Linked DNA regions of Oryctolagus cuniculus: region 2 is linked to region 1. The links are chromatin contacts, called in public Micro-C maps. All regions are on one chromosome and are shown on one strand. The core of a region is the stretch at or near the end of the contact, and the rest is flanking DNA. Distances in the headings are between cores, read along the strand shown. Region 1 holds the start of RWDD3 (RWD domain containing 3). Region 2 holds the start of ALG14 (ALG14 UDP-N-acetylglucosaminyltransferase subunit).

Evidence for each region. Hi-C and Micro-C count contacts between places; a contact is called where the count stands out from the background.
Region 2: a Micro-C map of ear pinna shows a contact between it and region 1, with 6 times the contacts expected there. The contact joins the promoter of ALG14 here to the promoter of RWDD3 in region 1. A contact is called at or near these places in 4 of 6 Hi-C or Micro-C datasets (ear pinna, embryonic fibroblasts, skin fibroblasts and 1 more).

What each region holds. Positions count from the first base shown.
Region 1 is chr7:75,463,968-75,466,705 of mOryCun1.1, reverse strand. It overlaps RWDD3 (RWD domain containing 3), which reads left to right and starts at 1,410. Exons shown (of 6, transcript XR_011390142.1): 1 at 1,410-1,565.
Region 2 is chr7:75,607,536-75,610,323 of mOryCun1.1, reverse strand. It overlaps ALG14 (ALG14 UDP-N-acetylglucosaminyltransferase subunit), which reads right to left and starts at 1,537. Exons shown (of 4, transcript XM_002715847.5): 1 at 1,294-1,537. The coding sequence starts at 1,429.

The sequences.
Region 1 (2,738 bases), core at 161-2,660:
ATATTTTAAATTAAAAATTTATTCTTAAAAAATTTATTCTTTTGTTCACTATTCTCTCAGTTAATGATGGATCTGAATGGCTGCTATTTTGGAAATAACTCAAAGGAGTTTTTTTTTGTTTGTTTGTTTTTAAACAAATTGGTCACATCAGAGATAATTATGAGTTTAAATAAACCTTCTCTTTCCAATTATGTGCACAGCAGTGCTGCTAATTACTTAGGGTCACTGAAATCCCATGGCATCCTCAAACCATTCTCTCTGCAGGCCATGTTGTCAGATTTCCTTTCTATTCTCGGAAACCCAGTATCATTTCCCTTTTCAAATCCCTCCACACCCCCCCTTTTTTTTAACCACAGTGAGAATGATGATGATGATGTAACATGGATTTGGAGTCCCCAAATCAGCCAAGTTTGTTCTTCCGGCTTCCACAGGTCAAAATCAGGAGAAACTGAGTAGCCACTTTGATTTATCGCTTGAAATACTGTTTTTGATATAAACAAAATTACGGGACCTCCCGGAGCAGGGCCAGCTGCTTTTAGGGCTGCAACATTTGAAATCGGTACTTGGGAAGAAGGAAAAAAAAAAAAAAAAAAAGGATAAGCCACGCACGCTGGAAAGCAGGAGCTCCCATCAGCTCGGGGCCACGCCTGCACACGGTGGGTTTCCAGCTCTGTAACCCTATTAGCATGGCTCAGATCCCTCCACTCAGGTGCTGGGGTCCAGGAGGCTCATCTTCACTTTAAGCTTCAAGAGCCACAGTCACACACACTCATTGTGCTTTGCACGCATTGAGTATGACAAAATCAAAAACTCAGAGAAAGCAGCCTTTACTCTCCAGGACACCTCCTCCCCGCAACCCCACCAGGGCCAAGGAGCACCGCCGGCTGAACGCACCTGAGGAATGGGGGACGTTAGGACTTGGCGCACAGCTGCCCAGGAAGTCCAGGGCTGTCCCTTTTGCACCTGTTAAGGTTCCTGAGCCGGGACCCCCTCCAGGGCTCCAGGGCTCCAGGGTCTCCCCAACGCTTAGTGCAACCCCCAGCGGACAAGGGTCCATCTCATCTGCTGCTCATTTATTTTCCCGTTTGTTTTTTCTCTCCTATCCACCAAGTTCCTCTGGACCCTTGAGTCCCCAGCCCAGCAGAACCTAGGCAGGGCATGGGTCTGGGGGGTGTGTTGCAAGCATGGAGCTGAGACTTTGCTGGGAGACCTCTCTCGGCAAAGGAGAGCCGCGAGCGAGCCAGGCGATCTTCGCAGACCCAGGTGTGGGGCTTCAGAACTCACAGAGAAAGCCCAACCCAAGGGGCTGAAGCTAGCGTCTGGAGTCCGGAGCCGAGGTCTGGGGCGGGGCTTCTGAACGTGGCCGCCCCGCCCCCGTCGCCGGCTGCGGTGGCCAGGGGCGCCCCCCCGTGGCCGCTGGGTCGCACTGCTCAGGCTCGCAACGGAACGGGAAGTGCCGAGCCGGCCGGGCTGCGCGGCCATGGCAGAGTCGATGCAGGAGGAGCTCTCGGCCTTGGCCGCGATCTTCTGCGGGCCCCACGAGTGGGAGGTGCTGAGCCGCTCAGGTGACTACCCTCGCGCGGGCGGGACGAGGCACCCTCCGGACGGGGCCTCCCTCTGCCTTCGCCTCTCCACCGCTGAGCGTGGGCCCGCAGCCGGGGGCGCGGAGAGTCAAGTCCGGAGGAGGGATGCGCACCCCGCGGGGCCTGCAGCGGCGTGGGAGCAGGCTGGAGGGGAGGCCCGTCTGCTTGTCCTGCGGGTCTCACCTGAAATGGAGGCCTCTGGATAGCCCCTGCCCGCCCTGAAGTCCAGCACTCGCAGAAGGCTATGTGTCCTTCGTAAGCACTGTGCGTTACGCTGTGGAGACGGTTTTAACTCCACTAGTATTTGTGTACACAGTAGAGGTTTGTTGAGTGACTATTTTGACCCACCTGGTGCTCCAGTCCAGCCTGGTCTGCTTTGCGTTACCAAGTAGATTGCCTTGTTCGTACTTGTCTAGTGGGCGGGAACCGGGCTGCCGGTCACAGACTTTGGGGGGCGCCTTGATCCTTAAGCCCACGTGTGTTGAATTCTACAAACCTTGACCTGCATTGCCCTTTCGTGTAAGAGCTGATGGTCCAGAAAGGTTCTTTTGACTCATTTTTTTAATAGTCTGTTCCCATGAGAAAGTACAGTGATGCAAATAGTTCTGAACTTTATTTAGCTTTCTTTTGAAATTTATTTTTAATTTTTAAAAAAGATGTATTTATTTAATTGAGAGGCAGAGTTACAGAGAGCAGGAAGGACAGAGAGAGAGCCTCCATCCACTTGTTCACTCCCCAGGTGGCCACAATGGCTAAGCCTGGAGATCAGGAGCCAGGAGCTTCCTGCGGGTCTCCCACGTGGGTGCAGGAGCCTGAGGACGTGGGCCCTCCTCCACTGCTTTCCCAGGCCATAGCAGAGAGCTGGATCAGAAGTGGAGCAGCTGGGACTCCAACCTGGCCCATATGGGATCCCCCCACTTTCAAATATACTCTGCATTTGAGTAGGCATGGTATGTATCTTCTCATGTTGAAACCGGTATTGAAATTGTCCTTGTGAGCATGAATTGACTGCGCTTTAAGAAGGCAGTGTGCAATGAGGAGAGCCCCTGTGACTGAGAGAGTTCCCCAGTGTCCCTGTGCCATTATTCACCCACAGAGCAGGAGCTAGCCCCTTGTGGCGGGTTTCTTCTTGCAGTCACCGTGCATACACGTATA
Region 2 (2,788 bases), core at 288-2,787, 140 kb before region 1:
ATACACTCATGCAAGCCCATAAGGACCTTTCAATCAACAGCAGACCACATATATAGCCATGGTCCCTTAAGATGATAATTTAGCTGCAAAATGCCAATTGCTGGGTCATCACAGCTGTAATTTCTAGTGCAATACATTATTCATGTGTTTGTGGTGATGCTGGTGTATACAAACCTGTGCTGCCAGTTGCATAAAACTACAGCACATGCAATTAGATACAGTATATAATACTTGATAATAAATGACTATGCTACTGCATGATGTGTTTACTACACTCCACTTGATTGTATAGAGCACACTTCTACTTATAAAACAGTTTAGTGTAAAGCAGTAGCCCTATGATGCCAACAGCAGCTTCATACCTCTCATGTTTACTGAGTCTCGTGATGGCATCATTTTCTCTGGTGCTTAATTTAATCTCATGTTGTTCTGTTCACCATGGCCTTAGGAGCAATAAGCTATGCCATACACGAGAAGGTATTTCAACATAATGGAAAAAGGGAATTCAACTCCATGCACAGTTTTTCTTTCTTTCTGTTTTTTTGTTTTTTACAATCGCAGTCATATTCCAAGAACTTATGTAAGACCCATGGTGTATGGACACCATGAAATCTACGTGTATAGTAAGGCTATGCCTTATGGACTGGTGTAAGCACACTGCCTGCACAAGGTCGAAATCGCCATCAGGATGCCTTTCTCACAACGTAAGCAACCCACGGTTGTCTATACTCTTGCCCAAACTGTCCACTTAATGATGTGAGCATCGTCAGAGCCTGTAGACGTGGACTCCACCACCTGACAGGCCAGCGGTCTGTTAATCATACTCTGCCACCCGGGGTGTCTTGTTCTACGGTCGGTGGATACTTGTATTTATCCTCGCGGATTTTGTAAATTTTGTAAATGTTACTATTTACGTTATTCGTGTTTCCTAAATACAAAATGACTACATTAGTAATGCGCAGCAGCCATTGAGGGAAACTACGTAAGCTTCAAAAGGCTTCAGCGTTCTCTCTGTTCACTAATAATTTACTCGAAAAAACAATGTTATCCAGAGGTCTAATTACACCCAAGCGTTAAGTTTCTTAAGACTTGTCATTAAAACACGACTGGGCCGCGTCGGCAAACTAGCATTTTGCTGTGGCCGGGAGGCCGGTTCCGGTTACGCAAAGAAACTACAAAACCCAGCATGCAACGCTCAAAGCAGCACTGAGGGGAGCACAGAATAGCGTCGCGGTGTACTCTGGGGTTTGTAGTGAAGGACACAAACCCGCCCTCCACCGCCCCGATACTTACCGGATCCAGCCACTACTACGAGACTGAGAGACTCTCGGGGCGTAACGCCCCGGGAATGAAGCACTACCCATAGTCGCAGGACTAGGAAGACCACCACAGCTCCTGCCGCTGCAGCTAAACTAAGAACCCACACCATGCGAACGGAAAACGCATGCGTGCTAGACCCTGGCGCCAGCGGGTAAAGTTCACGGCTACGGGCGCCGAGGAGACTCAAACGCGGAGCGTCGCACCTCCTGTGGGCTGGGCTTGAGCGAGGGGGCGGAGTCACGGTCCAGAGGGAACGCCGACCTCTGTGCACCTCTGCGGTGCACTCCCCACGGCTACCGCTCATCCTAAACTAAGCGGAAATTCGAGAAGTCAGGAGCTGCAGTTTGAGTTCTGCCCGCGACGAGGTCAGGCCGCCTGTGCGCCCTAAAGACCCCGAAGCTCCCAAATTGGGAGATGTTCCAGCTTTTCCCTGAGGCTAACGGCATCCATGGCTGCTTTTTTTCTTTCTTTCTTTCCTCATGTGGAACGATGTATTTATGTTGCACGTACAGACATTACTGAAAGTGTTTGACAGTAAAAGTTACCCTGGGGGCAGAGGAGTATTGAGACTGAGCGCTCGTCCAAACTCTCTTTTCCCCAACAGGCAGGTTTTTAGCGTTTGCAGGAGTTCCCCAGACCTCAGTCCATGTGACCAGAGTAGTTGAGGTGATCTCGAGTTATGCCGTGTTCCTGAGAGCAGAGGAAGCTCCGTGGCGCATGGAGAAGGCAATAGCCCTGCAATTAACATTCCGTTCATTTTACCTCAGAGCGTTCCCAGTTTGTTCTTCGTATCCTCGGCCAGGAAGATGATTTGTCAAGCGCCGCTCCAATCTGTGTTTTGCTTATTTTTATGTCTACTTAATCCACATTACAGCAACAGGAAAATACTGAGAGAAACCCCCTCGCTGCAAGTGTAATTGGCCGTCAGTGCCCTGTAGACCTGTAGGTTAGGTGGTTCAAGGATGCAGATAGATAAGCAGGTCCAGAAAGGTGCAGCAGCTTCGGGCGGAATAGTGGCCGATCCGGAACTGGAAATCAGAAATCCCAACTCCCGCTCACAGGAGGATTACGTAGTGTATTTCTTTCCTAAATTCAAGTTCGCCTGATGGTCCTACTTATCTGTGTCCTAGACTGTGTTTTCGAAAGTAAGGATGCCCAGAGTCCGCTAGGAAGCTACAGAATTAGTCTCCAGGGGAGGTGCCTGGGATCAGCTTAAATGAGTGCATTCCACCAAGTTTATGGGAAAATGGAATTGAAAGATAAGTTTATTCGATGCCAAAAAAATTTTTTCTGCATAGTGTTTTCAAAGTATACATTTTCCATGAACTTTTTAAAACCCTTCATATCACCAGCGTACCAACTCCTATCAGCAGGCACATTTTTGGAAGACTTTGTGGGTGTATCCTTTTCTGGCTCACGGACCTCACAGCACTTTCCGTATTTAGTCTTCTGGCAAATCTTCTTAACC